Regions from separate parts of the Zea mays genome. Here region 2 is linked to region 1. Evidence: chromatin contacts called from public Hi-C data. All regions are on one chromosome and are shown on one strand. The core of a region is the stretch at or near the end of the contact, and the rest is flanking DNA. Distances in the headings are between cores, read along the strand shown. Region 1 holds the start of LOC103639558 (xyloglucan galactosyltransferase KATAMARI1 homolog). Region 2 holds the start of LOC100280869 (cyclin-dependent kinases regulatory subunit).

Region 1 (6,594 bases), core at 743-3,242:
GCAGCTTCAGCAGATGGACCGCCAGAATCTCCACCTTTATCTTTGGGTTTTGAGAAGAATGGATCCCACTCGTGAGGTCCAATTGTCCGCTGTCCGTCTTCTAACAGACTATACTTCCAGCTATTCTCCTCAACAAAACCTTTGTCTTCCTGTCCTGCGATGATATCTCTTCTCAGCTTTGTCACTTTGTTGATGATCGCCTCTATGGAAACATCGAATGCATCTTTCAAGGTCTCTAGTTTCGATCTTGGATCAGCGTATATCACCTTTGGTATTAGGTTGATGACATCTTCTCTCATTTGCTTGACCACATCTGGGTGGACACTCTTCAGCCTCTCCTCAATGCTGGCATTTCTAGATCGGATGTCATCTTCAGGGATGAACAGAGAGTACCTTGTATAGTTCTTTGGAAGATGCCATGTATACTGGACGTACGCTGAACCGGGATGGAAGAAAACAGGTATGCAGCCAGCCAACATGGAGTCGAAGGCAGATCTTCTCGTGTAGGAGTCGCCCTGGGGCTGCAGGCAGAACAAAGAACTCTGGAACATCTTCATGACCGTGCTCGGGGAGTGGCACTTGCTCTCCCCAAGGTCACACTCCAACAACTTACAAACGCTCGAGACCCTGCACTGATCTATGAGCTGCCCTCTGATGGACATGGGATCGCCAGGACGTGGAGCGCCTGCGAACGAGAAGAGCCACGGGCGTTCCAGGCTCCTCATTCTATCCTGCCAAAGGAAAACTTCGGCGTCCTTGCCTGGGTGGAAGTACGTAGGATATGGTATCCCAAAATCATTCGAGTTCCACGGGCTCGACTCCACCACGAGCATCGACATGTTCCTTGCAGCCGGCAGGAAAAGCAGCTTGCTGCCCCAGTCCGACTCTTCCTCCGTCAGCCTTCGGAAGTCCCAAGTGATCCTCCCCGCGACGAGGAAATGGTCCCGCCCACCCATCACGCTCCACTCGGGCTTCTTCATCAGCCACTCCACCAAATCAAGCGACGCGGCATCCCTCGTCGTGATGTTATAGCCCCAGAGGTACCTCGCCACGTCAAACCCGGCATAGAACGGCACGAACACGGCCGCGGCAACGGACGAGTCCTCGGTCAGGCACTCGTACTGCTTCATCCTGTTGCCGAAGACGACGTCCACGGAGAACTGGTTGGTGCCGTACCATCCGGTTTCGGAGAACACGCCCTCGTCGTTGCCCAGCGGCGGGCCGAGGCCGTCGTTGGTGATGAACCTGCACATGTTGGTCCAGACGCTGAGCTTCTCGCACTCCCGGAGCATGTCCTCGTTGAACCGCGGCGGCAGGTGGTGCACGTAGATGTACCGGCCGCCGCAGGGGTCGCTCTTGTTCTCCGCCGTCCTGAGCGCCCGCTCGAACGGGTACGACGCCGGCGCCACCTCCCGGCGGACTCCGGCGGCGCGCTCGTCCTCCGGCTCCTCTGCGCGGGGAAGGTCGACGCGGGACGCGCCGGCGCCGGCGCCGTCCTGTTCGGGAACGCGGGTGTGGGCGCGCGCAATGCGGGCCTCGGCGGCGGGCTCGTCGGAGAGGACGGCGAAGTGGAAGTAGAAGATGAGGACCCAGAACATGGCGCAGAGCGTGGCGAGGAAACAGAGGCGCGCCGGCGCCGGCTTCCCGCCGCCCTTGTCCGTGTCGTCGTGGTGGGACGGTAGCACCGGTCGCCGCCTCATGGGAGACCTCCGCGCGTCTCCCCCTCGCGCCAGCCAGGCAACGCCGCACCGACACGGCAACAAGGCGACGAAACAACGGCGGGGGGGTCGGGACGGGGGCGCTGGCGACGCGGAAACCGGATCGGCGGATCGCGCGAGACCGGGGCAGGTGGGGTTCGGGTGGGGGTGGGGGTGGAGTGGAACGGAGGGGAAAAGGGAGGTTTTGGTTAGGCTTGCGCTCCGGACGACGGACTGGCGGAGGGAGGGCTATTAGCGCGGGCGGCGTCCGGCCGGCGTGGGATTTGTTTGTATCGTTTTCTAGGATTTGGAGGCGGGGACGGGGGCCAGACCCAGACGTGGCGGACGGCCGTGTTCGCTATTCGCTTGCGCGGCGGGACGTGGGAGCAGTAGTGGCGTGCGCGTAGCCGCGGCCGCCTTTGCATGTCGCGGTGGCCGCTGGAGATGACGGAAGGAAGCAACGAATCTGTGCGCCGGGACCCCCGGGCGCGGCGTGACGGGTCGTGACTACCCGGGCGAGTCCGGTCACCGGCGTGAGCCGTTGCCGGTGGTCTACAGCTGTGGCACGCAGATCGTGTCTTCTTGCTGCTGAGACCTGTGCCACCGGAAACTGACGCCCGCCCTTTCGAAACAGGGGACAGGAACTTTTTTTTTTGTTGTGGCGACAACAGACTGAAGAACATTTCGAAGCCAGACATTTGCAAATTCCAGTTGACCTAGAAATTTATTGTAAATAATAAGGGCACTAAAATGTCACGGCACGAATCATTTTTAGGCGTTAGCCGACCTACATCCTGTCCTGTACTTTGGCATACTACGATGTACGACTGTGAGGATTACAAAAAAACAACTGGCCGCTCAATCGTTGCCGATGGGCTTACGCCTGTTGACTCTGTTGAGGAGGTCGTCAAACCAGCTGCGGGGCAAAAACGGCGAGCCGGTCACACACACACACACACACGGATCCAAAGGACAGACAGGTTCGCGAAAGGCACGCGGCGGCAGGGCAGGCGACCGACACGCCAAAGCCCAAAAGGGGATGTGGGCCGGGGGACGGTTCCGTTCTGCCGACACTGCCTCATCCTGCTCTTTTTTTTTACACCCCGGTCGGGACTCGTAAACGTAAAACCGGGAGAGGTTTTGAAACTTGCACACGTGCATTGTTTGTCTTTGGGCTGGGGTTCCAAGGGCGCCAGATGACGTGTTGTTACGTACGGAGTACTAGTACTTTAAGCCCGTAATGTTCAGGTCTGCTGGAGCCCAGATTAGATACGCAATCTCGTTGTTTTTGGACTGATGAAACAGCCAATACTCTATCACTCTTCTCCTCGGCGTTCTGCACAAAACACGACAAAGTTCCACGGGACAAAAGTGTCCGTCAACCCAAGACATGTTTCTTCTTGTAAAATAGCGTGGCGATCAACGTTGTTATTCGTTTGACTTTAATCGCAAGCAATTTCTATTGTTTCTACAGTCTTTTGTATATATAGATTATAGTTATCACAGTCCGAACAACTGATTTTAGTTAGTCTGAAGCGAATAGTTTGATATTGACGATGTATCCACATGAAAATAAGTACTCGTATTCATCGCTGGGGAAACTTTCAGTATATACTTGTATTCGAAAGCGTTGCATTCTTCTAGAGCATTGTCTTTGTATTTATATATGCAGGGTTCACTTTTTTATACGATAGAGCATATGGGTAGGACTGTAGTAGTATTAAGATAATACAAAATATTATAAAATTGATTTTTGAATTATCCTACTATGAAGTGTATCCTACAAGAAAGAGATTGGACCAAAAAATATGTAAATAGCCCACTTCGATCACATTTTTTCCAAGTGCACATTGTACTACTTAAAGTTTTCTAGCTGCCACACCAAAATAGCTTTAGTGAAACCACCTGTAACCTAATCTACAGTGGCTACAGATTCAATCTCAAGAAGCTTCTTTGTAACCCTTTCACTCATAAAATGGTAAATAACCTCTAAGCATGAAATACATGATTGGAAGTCGCTCTAGGACTTCGGTTCACACACGTACTTTTGGGCAGGGCTTTTCTGGTTTTTGAAATTCAGATTTTGAGGAACAGTACCCGAACTAGTGCAATAAAGAATGGGTACACCGAAAGTTCATGTACCCAAACATTCTGAGTTCAAGATTGGGTAGCCCGTTCTACCCTACTTGTCCATCCTAGCTCTCTTGTCCATTTGGTCAGCTAACGAAACCCTTTGGAGTACGAGGAAGAGCCTTTGCCTAGCGAGAAACTTAAGAGTTGATAATCACATGTTTAACAGCCTTTAATAGAGCATTGAGAAAAGATAGTGTGCAAGCATTGTTCAATGTCGGGTGAGAGCTTGCGTTTGTTACTCTTGATGATCGGCATCACCTAAATGGTTTGGTGGTGATCAGGAGTTCAATGATCACCAAAAAGCTTATGGGTGACCCAACTCAATGCGTACATGATTGTGGGAGCACACCATGCCGGAGTGGCAAAGAACCAACCCATAGAGAGCACATGGTCCTTGCGTGATCAAGGGGGAGCAACACCCTTGTGCTGGGCTACAGTTCTCAAATGAGGACTAGGGAGTGATAAATCTTCGATACCTCAGGATTTGTGACTCATCTTAGACCTTTGGTCGGGCCAGTTAGCACAGCTTGACCGCTCCTAGCTAGCCATAGATCGAACCTCAGTGTGTCCGTGTTGGTGCCGCTGGGGAACCCTAGGGTACAAAAAAATCCCCTCGCTAAACCCTAAAATAGGGTCTGTGGCCAGCCCCTCTAACAGGGTTGCGGTGCCCCTCTAACAGGGTTGTGGTGTCGCTGTGTATGGGTGGGCCAGTGGTTTGGGGTTTTCTCGGACTATGTGAGAAGGTCTTCTTCTTAGCCCTTTAACAGTTGTGTGCGCTTTGATGCCGACCAGGGGACAATACCACGAGTCGATTAGGCCTTAACAGTCCGAGTTTTTAATGTGTCTGTATACCAATTAGAATCTACCACATAATATGTAGTCGATCTATCATAACGCTCAACTAGGACAAAGTCCTCATCAAACATGTGCCAACAATTAATGACAAAATGTCTCCTCATGTAGTGTAACCGGCACTTGAACTTGGTGTCGATGTTGCTCTTGTTGGAGTTGTTGTCGCGAGACTACGGTTGTGAACGTATCAAATTATTTTTGAAGCCATGTTCTCGTGATCCATTTGTGTGATTTAGAGGAGTGCATCAGTCGCATCCACACTACCCCCAACCACTACCGGAATCAACCTCTTCGCCGAGTGCCGGAAGCACTCGGCGAAGCCTTAAAAACACTCGGCAAAGGCTTTGCCGAGTGTAACACTCGGCAAAGAAGGCTCGGCAAACAGTACATCGGCAAAGACTTCTTTGCCGAGTACTTTTTTCGGGCACTCGGCAAAGATCTTTGCCGAGTGTCAGGGTGCACTCGGCAAAGAAAAGCGACCGTTACGGCGCCGGTTGACGGAGACGGCGGCTTTGCCGAGTGTCAACGGTGACACTCGGCAACGAAGATATCTTTGCCGAGTGTCCTCCTGGCAGCACTCGGCAAAGCCGCCTTCTTTGCCGAGTGCCACTTGGGACACTCGGCAAAGAGCCCGCCAGGGAGGGTCCCCATGTCAGGCTCTTTGCCGAGTGCACCAATTGGCACTCGGCAAAGACGACCTCTTTGCCGAGTGCCAGCGCATAACACTCGGCAAAGAACCTAAGCCGGTGCCCAGGTCTGTGCTCTTTGCCGAGTGTTATGACCCAGACACTCGGCAAAGAGCCTCTTTGCCGAGTGTTACACTCGGCAAAGTGACCAGTATGTACCTTTTTAATTTGTTTTTTGTTTTCCATCCACACAAACAGAAGATATCACATATATATCACATATATACATCACAGATATCATCACAGACATAAATAGCCAACACAAACATAAAACCGTGACCACAAACATAAATATCCATCACAAACATAAGTGTTCAACACAAACATAAGTCTCAAACGTCGCAAGCTCTCACATAAGTATCAAACAGAAACATAAGTATTATACATAAGTTGTGAAGTCTAAAACAACGACTCATGGAGGTGGGCGGTTTGGCCGGGGTTGCGTTGGGCTGAACCCTTCCGGAGGGTTGTTGGATGCCGCCCCAGATTGGCCCTGCACAAAGAAGAGATAACATGTGTTATACCAGATGCATTACAAACATCTAACTACAATTTTGGTACTCACAGGAGTGTGGAAGAGAGTAGGGTCAACTGGGGGGAACAATGGAGGTGGCGGAGCGATGCCCTGTGCGGCGCCAAGGCTCTGCATGTACTGGAACATCTCCGCCATCCTCTGATCAGCCGCCGCCCGCTCCGCCATTATCCTCGCCTCCATCTCTTCTAGTTGGGTCTGTAATATTACAAGCCAACGTTATAGTAACTCAAAGACTAGGTATATAACTAAAGGAAGGACGAGTTACAGAAGCACTAACCTCGAGTTGTGAAATGCGATGCTGTGAGCTGTCGTGCCGAGGTCGAATGGCTGGGCTCGAGCCAGTGCTCCTTGCTCTCACCTGAGACAGAGTGGGAGTGGAGGACGAGTCGATTGCCCCGTCGGCAATCCAGTACCGCCCATGTCTCTTGCCTCCTCCGACCCTCATGAGCACATCGGGGTCGATAGGCTCGGTGCTCGGATCATAGTCTGGGCCATGGACCTCCTGCGCCATGGCGGTGTAGTCGTGGAGGCGGCTGTAGACGGCGGGGTTGGTGTAGGCCTCGGGCCCGTCATCCGGGTTGTAGGTGACGTCGGACGTCGCCTTACCCTTATGGGCCATAGCATAGGCCGAGAAGGTGGAACAAGGCCTGCCACCATGTGACGCCGACTGCAACGAAAACCAACGAGATAG
Region 2 (6,664 bases), core at 1,625-4,124, 180 kb before region 1:
CTACGTTCAGGCATAAATATAGCGATAAGAAACACATCGCACGAAGGTCTTAGGCTTTGACCACAATATCGTCCATCGTATTTCATATGATAAACAATAGAGTTATGTTATCTACAATGTACTACATTGTTGTCTTGACTAGCGACACTTGTGGCAAGTGGCAACAAAGACATATCGCCTAGTGTCCTAAGGAATGTCCTTCTAAAGGCTTTTCTTGTAGGACCCAACAAACCTGGATAAACTAGGGCTTGGTCCCCTGCTGGTGGACCCAGATGTCGAGAGAACCTTGAAGGGCTCTAGGGTTTGGCCTTTCAAATTTGGCCAAAACTAGGCATGTCTTTTCAAGACGTTGTGCCCCAAGAGTGCTAGGGTAGCACCAAAAGAGCTTAATGTAGGTTTCCTTCGGTATGATCTCAAAAGACATATTGACAAGATCTTGAGTCTAACTCGAGTAGACCATGCAAACAGACGTGAAAAACATTGTTTTGTAATGTATGTTTACATAGTGGAGTTTAAAATATGGAGTGAAATAAGAAGTGTGATAGATAGGCTGTTGGAGATAGCCTAAAAGACGTATTGTAAGTATCTGAGATATGTACTTCTCTAAACACCAAAAATAGTAAATCTCAAATGTTGTTTATTATAAAAACACATTCCATTATCAATATAATTATGCTAAGTATGCATTATATAACCATTATATTTTCTACACATTTGGTCAAACTTTCTCAACAAACGATATATACACTTGAGACAAAAGTAAAAAGCAACAAGAAAAAAGAAACAAAAAAACCCTCCATTTAGGACATGTTTGGTTTCTTTAATCCAGCGACTAAAATTTAGCTGAGAGACTAAAGTTTAGTCTCAATACTGTTTGGTTACAGGAGCTTATGTATTCCAAACGCATTAAATGACTTATAAAAGACTAAAATGCCCTTAACATTCTCCCATCATTAGTGTAACTAGAATAATTGAAGGGTAAAAGATGAAATTAATATGATTTAGTCTCTTTTAATCTATTTAGGGACCAAATGAGACTAAACTAGGCCTTATCATACTAGGTGCTACCAAAAACTACACATCATAAAGTTATCTTCAGCAGGCCGTATAAACGGTCGTGCAAAGTACGGTTTTACAATGTAGTGTTTGCATAGAGAATTTAAAATAGTAAGTGTGATAGAGTGAGCTGGAGAAAGTCTAAGATATATATGCATATGTATCATATAGCCAATATTACAGGCTAATTTCACTAGCTGGTTTCTAGATTAACATGTTTGAATTGCATTCTCTTGAGATAAACTAAGATCACTAGGTCACAATTCTCACCTCGTAATCTATTCATCATGCAGAATCACCATAAACATACTGGTCATCTCATAGAACAGATTAAACATGATATCAGCGAAACTAACCAGATCACACCATTACAAATATCACATGCACAGATTAAATATCATCGATACAGGTGACATCTTGATCACACAGTAACGAATAGTGTTAAGAAAATGGCAATGTAACAAAGCCTAACACATGGCAGTTCCTTCACAGAATTTCCACGAACATAAGGCACCCACCAAAAAGTCGACCAACTAGATCCCATGTTTCCAACTAACAGCATGTTCACTTGACATAAACTTAGATCACTAGGTAACAATTCTCATCATGCAAAATCACCATGACCATACTGACCATCACACATAACAGATTAAACATGATATCAGTGCTACTAACCAGATCACACCATTACAAAGATCACGTCAAACAGATTAAATATCATCCCTGCATGAGTGCCATCTTGATCACAGTCAACACATAGTATTAAGAAAATGGGCATGGTAACAGCCTAACACATGGCAGTTCCTTCACAGGAATTTCCACGAACACAAGGCACACACCAGCAAATCCACCAACTACACCCGAAGTTTCCAACTAACAGCATAGAGGAATTGATCAACAGAACAGCGACGCCCCTTTTAGAGATGGAAAGGGGGTTAGGGTTTTAAACGTTCCTGGTCGCCGCCCTGGCCACCGGGGGCTCACTTGGCCAGCATCTGCGCGGCAGCCGCCTCCTGCTGCTGCTGGTAGTTGATCGGGCGGCGGAACAGCATGATGTGCGGCTCCGGGCGGTGGATCGCGTAGTGCACCCACCCGCGGCTCTGCTGCACTCCGATCGCGCGCCACTCGTTCTGCAAAGAAGAGAAGGGGAAAAATCCCCACACCAAAAAATTCATCCAGGCATCAGATAACCAAACCAACAGGGCAAGAACGCAATCAACATAAATGCAGGTGGAACTGCAGGCGTTTACCTCGGACAGGAGGCGGTTCTTGGGGAGGAGCTTGGCGACCTCGGGCGGGAGGACGACGTGCCTACGCGGACAAAAAGGGGTTTAGGGTTTTGCCACCCAAAGCAGACCGAAGAGACGGGGAAAGGTGCAGATCGTGGCGGCGAGGGTTTCGTCCTTACCTGTACTCGTAGGTGTCGTCGAAGTACTTCTCGGAGTACTGGATCTGACCCATGTCCACCAACGCTTCTCGATCAACTCCCCTACAGAAAGATTCCAAGATTTTCAGCAAACCACCTACCGGATCGAACAGGAACCAGTACAAATCCACGATTCACAGAGGCACGTTTCGCGGAGTCGCGGAGAATACGAGAAACCGAAGGAGTTGGGGGTGGGGAGAAGAGGGGAGGCGACGCTCGTAGTACCTTGGAGCGGATGCGGCTTTCGCGGAGGAGTGCCCTGGCAAGAGTCGCCGCGAGGTGAGGAGCGTGTTGTGGAGGAGACGGTGTGGGGGCGATGGGAAGGGATGGGGAGCGTATATATTTAAATGGATCGAAAGGAAGAGCAGGGACCCGGCCGTCGGTGCGCAGATGCACGGGCGAGATGGGCCGGGGCGGGTAGGGCAAGTAGAATGTTGCGGGATCACACGGTTCCGTACTTCCGTTCCGTTGTTGGGTGGGTGGGGTGGATTTGCATTTCAAATTAGAGGGAAGCGAGCGCGTGGACCGGAGGAGGAGGAGGAGGGAGTTTCAAATTTTGAAGTCACGGCTTGGCGCGAGTTTCGATTCGACCGTTGTTGGAGTTGGATAGTAGCACGAACGCGAAACAGCGGTTTCACATGAGACCGCCCGGTCTTTATATTTATTTGGTTCGAATTAAAACCATACTAGTAGGTTCTAAGATTTGAAATGGGAATGAAATCATCTGCCGCTGTTCTTTTTGAAGCAGATTTTTTTTTGGTTGTTGTTACCGTTAGCAGCAAGGAGTATCTTCCGGGTGCGTGACGGCCCGCAGGCGGCGTTCACGTTTCCACTTGATCTGTTTCCCGTCACATGCGGAAGCAACGAAAACTTGCTCAGGAAGCTTCAGCCAGGGAAGGCCTTAACATTTTGAAGGAAAAAGAAAAGCAGTCCGGACTCCAGGCCCAAGCCCATCAGAGTTGATGAGTAAACTCTGTAAACATTCAGTTGGGCCGAGCCCGTTTGCAGCCGCTCCTGCGCGTGAGAGAGAAGCAGTAATAAATACACTCCGCTTCTGTCTTTTTTCTGCGGCTGCGGCTGCGGCTGCTAGTGTAGTTTCTGAATTCAGAAAGGCTGCAAAAAATTTAATTTTACATGTTATGATGCAAAGAAAGTGACAAGTGGAAGGATGTTGCTACGACTCACAGAGGCGGAGCCAGGATTACGGCATACAAGTGGAAGGATGCTGCTACGACTCACAGGGGCAGAGCCAGGATTACGGCATAGGAGTGACAGGCCAATTCATCTAATACTATAAGGTGAAAAAATATCGCGAGATATATACACATATGTATACTAATTTATGTATAGCATAGGTAATAGATTAATTAAAAAATACTTGTACCATATAATTATATATTAATTAACTCCGGCAGAGATCAAAATAATTAGCTTCTACAATGATCGGCCAAATTAAAAGCTTCAAATTGATCATAGCTATCAATTATATATTAATATAGATGATCAAATAACTTCACATAAAATCATTTCTCATTTTATTTTGTAGATGTGTTTTGATAAGTTTTGTAGCTAAAAAGCTCTCTTAGTAGTTGCAGTTGAGACTGGAAGGGTGACCATTAACCTTAACAATATGTAAACTATTTGATACATGGAATTTTTACACAATTTGACAAGGCTTTTTATCAAATCAGTAAGTGATCGTAATGTATTTGGCTTTAGATGGTTGTATACTCAAGGTGAATCATCAATTCATCGTGTGACAGCTTTGGGCTAAAATTTATCGATTTTATTATTAACGACGAATTTGCTGCTTAAAAAATATGAGAAATTTTTACTTGGATAGGGAAATTTGATTTGAACAAATAAAATTTCAACTTTCATATTGTATGTGTATAAATATATGGACAATACGGGAGGACTAGGGAGAGCACTGGCAAGGCCCCTGTCCGGTGCTCGCCCCCCTTGGCTCCGTCCCTGCTACGACTGCGACTCTCTCGAAAACCCTGGGACGAAGCCAACTTAACCAAGTGTGACGAGAAGTAAACACGCTAAAGGCTAGTTTAAGAACACTATTTTCAAGTGATTCCTATTTTTCTAAGAAAAAATAAAACTTTTTTTTGAAAAAATAGAAATTCTTTAGAGAAACGATGTTTCCAAACTAGCCTAACAAATAATGTTTCTCTATATCTACGCCACTACTATCCTTGCAACGGACAACAACGAAGCGATAATGGCGAACCAGTTTCATGTAGCCTTGATTTTTTTGAAGGATCAAGAGGGGGGAAACCCCTACTGCGCATTTTATTAGAAAGCGAAAATTAAAGATTAGGCCCTGGTCCTTTTACAATCAATAAAAAGAAGAGAAAAAGAAAGAAAAAGGAAGAGCTATTTCTATATTTGCCACAAATTTAGCCAGTTCGGGATTGAGGTGTCGAATTCTCCCCGTGCTCTGTGAATGATTAGTCGCAATTCTCTACTAAATTCCTGAGTACAGCGGAGCACGGAGGGATCTCTGTTTGAAAACAGCCACTCGTTTCGGCTTTTCCAGATGCTCCAAGTCATAAGAATAATGATCTCCATAGAGAAGGGAACGTTGAGCTGGTGTTTGAGGTTCACAGATGCCTCTTCAGGGTTGGAAATTCTGGGTGGGGCAATGCCAATTGAGTTCCAGCAGGCTTTCGCGAAGTTGCATCTGAGGAAAAGATGATAAAGGGTCTCCTCTCTTTGCCAAAGGCAGTTTTCGCAAGAATAGGAATCTAGCTCCATGTTTCTCCTTCTCAACATATTTCTGGTGTTTAGCCTGTTCTTAAGCCACAGCCAATAGAAGACTCTATGCTTAGGCTGACACTTACTTTTCCAAACTAGTTTGTAGATAGGATGAGTCTGCATCTGGCCCATGAAAGATCTGTAAGCTTTTTGGGACGAGAATTTGTCCGATCCTCAAATATACTTCCAGCGGTCATGAACATTATTAAGAATAATTTGCTCCCAAGACCCCTTGAGTACCAGAAATTGACCAAACGCTTGATCAGAGACAGGTAAATGAAAAAGATCATGAAACTGCTCTTGATCCTTGACCTCTTTGATAGTCATTTTTGAGTTCTTGGCAAAGGAGAAGAGCTCTGGGAAAATATGCCTCGGGATGCCCTGACTCCACTGATCATCCCAGAATGAAATTGATCTGCCATTGCCAATGACGGGGGTAGCCAGTCCTTTGAAGTTTGGCAGAAGCTTTACAATGCTCTTCCACCAGAAAGATCCAACGCTTCTATTACCAGGGAGACCTCGAGTAAGGTAGTAATTGTTCCAGATCAGATGGACCCAAGGTAAGTCGCTGTGGTTGAAAAATTTATGCAAAAATTTAATTAGAAGAGTCTCGTTCTGCGTTTCTAATCGAAGAACACCCAGGCCACCATTCACTTTCCTTTGAGTGACCGAATTCCAAGCAATCAAAGGTGGCCTCTTGGAGTTGATGTCATTTCCTCTCCACAGGCAGTGCTTTCTGAAAATATCAATTTCCTTAATGATGGTTTTAGGAATCTTGAGCGTGCACATGAAGAACATTGGTAAGGCTGAGAAGACCGAATTAACCAATTCCAGGCGCCCAGCCTGGGACAAAAAATTTGAAGAGCAAGACAGCCTCCTCTGAATCCTTTGAATAAGAGGTAAGTAGTGTTCCTTTCTAGGTCTCACCAGGCCCAAAGGCAAGCCAAGATAGGTGAATGGCATCTCGCCAATCTTACAATTGAAGGTACTGGATAGGATCACCATTTTATCCGGAGACACGTTAATAGGGAACATATTTGACTTGTTGTAGTTAACCTTCAGACCAGTAGAAGAGGCAAAAGAGTTGAGGATTGCCTTTAGGAAAAAAAGTTGCTTAGGGCATGCTTCCAAAATCAGAAGAGTGTCGTCTGCATATTGAATAATCGGGAAATCCTGTTCACCAATGTCAGGCAATGGTAGCTTGAGAAGATTCTGCATCCTAGCTTTATTGATGATGCTTTGAAGAAGGTCGGCTGCCAGGACAAACAACAGGGGTGAAAGAGGGTCGCCCTGCCTCACCCCTCTCCTGCAATGAAAAGGCTTACCAGGAACTCCATTAAGTAACACTGAGGAAGTGCCAGAGTGAAGAATGCTCCAGATCCAGTTGATCCACTTAGGGCTGAAACCTTTGTGGAT

Evidence for each region. A called contact is a pair of places that touch in the nucleus more often than the background predicts.
Region 2: a Hi-C map of endosperm shows a contact between it and region 1, with 1.7 times the contacts expected there. The contact joins the promoter of LOC100280869 here to the promoter of LOC103639558 in region 1. A contact is called at or near these places in 2 of 25 Hi-C or Micro-C datasets (bundle sheath and endosperm).

The regions. Positions count from the first base shown.
Region 1 is chr9:158,643,598-158,650,191 of Zm-B73-REFERENCE-NAM-5.0, reverse strand. LOC103639558 (xyloglucan galactosyltransferase KATAMARI1 homolog) reads right to left here and starts at 1,992. Exons shown (of 1, transcript XM_008662293.4): 1 at 1-1,992. The coding sequence starts at 1,700.
Region 2 is chr9:158,828,768-158,835,431 of Zm-B73-REFERENCE-NAM-5.0, reverse strand. LOC100280869 (cyclin-dependent kinases regulatory subunit) reads right to left here and starts at 2,874. Exons shown (of 4, transcript NM_001153789.1): 1 at 2,708-2,874; 2 at 2,465-2,545; 3 at 2,307-2,367; 4 at 1,602-2,186. The coding sequence starts at 2,517. The coding sequence ends at 2,037.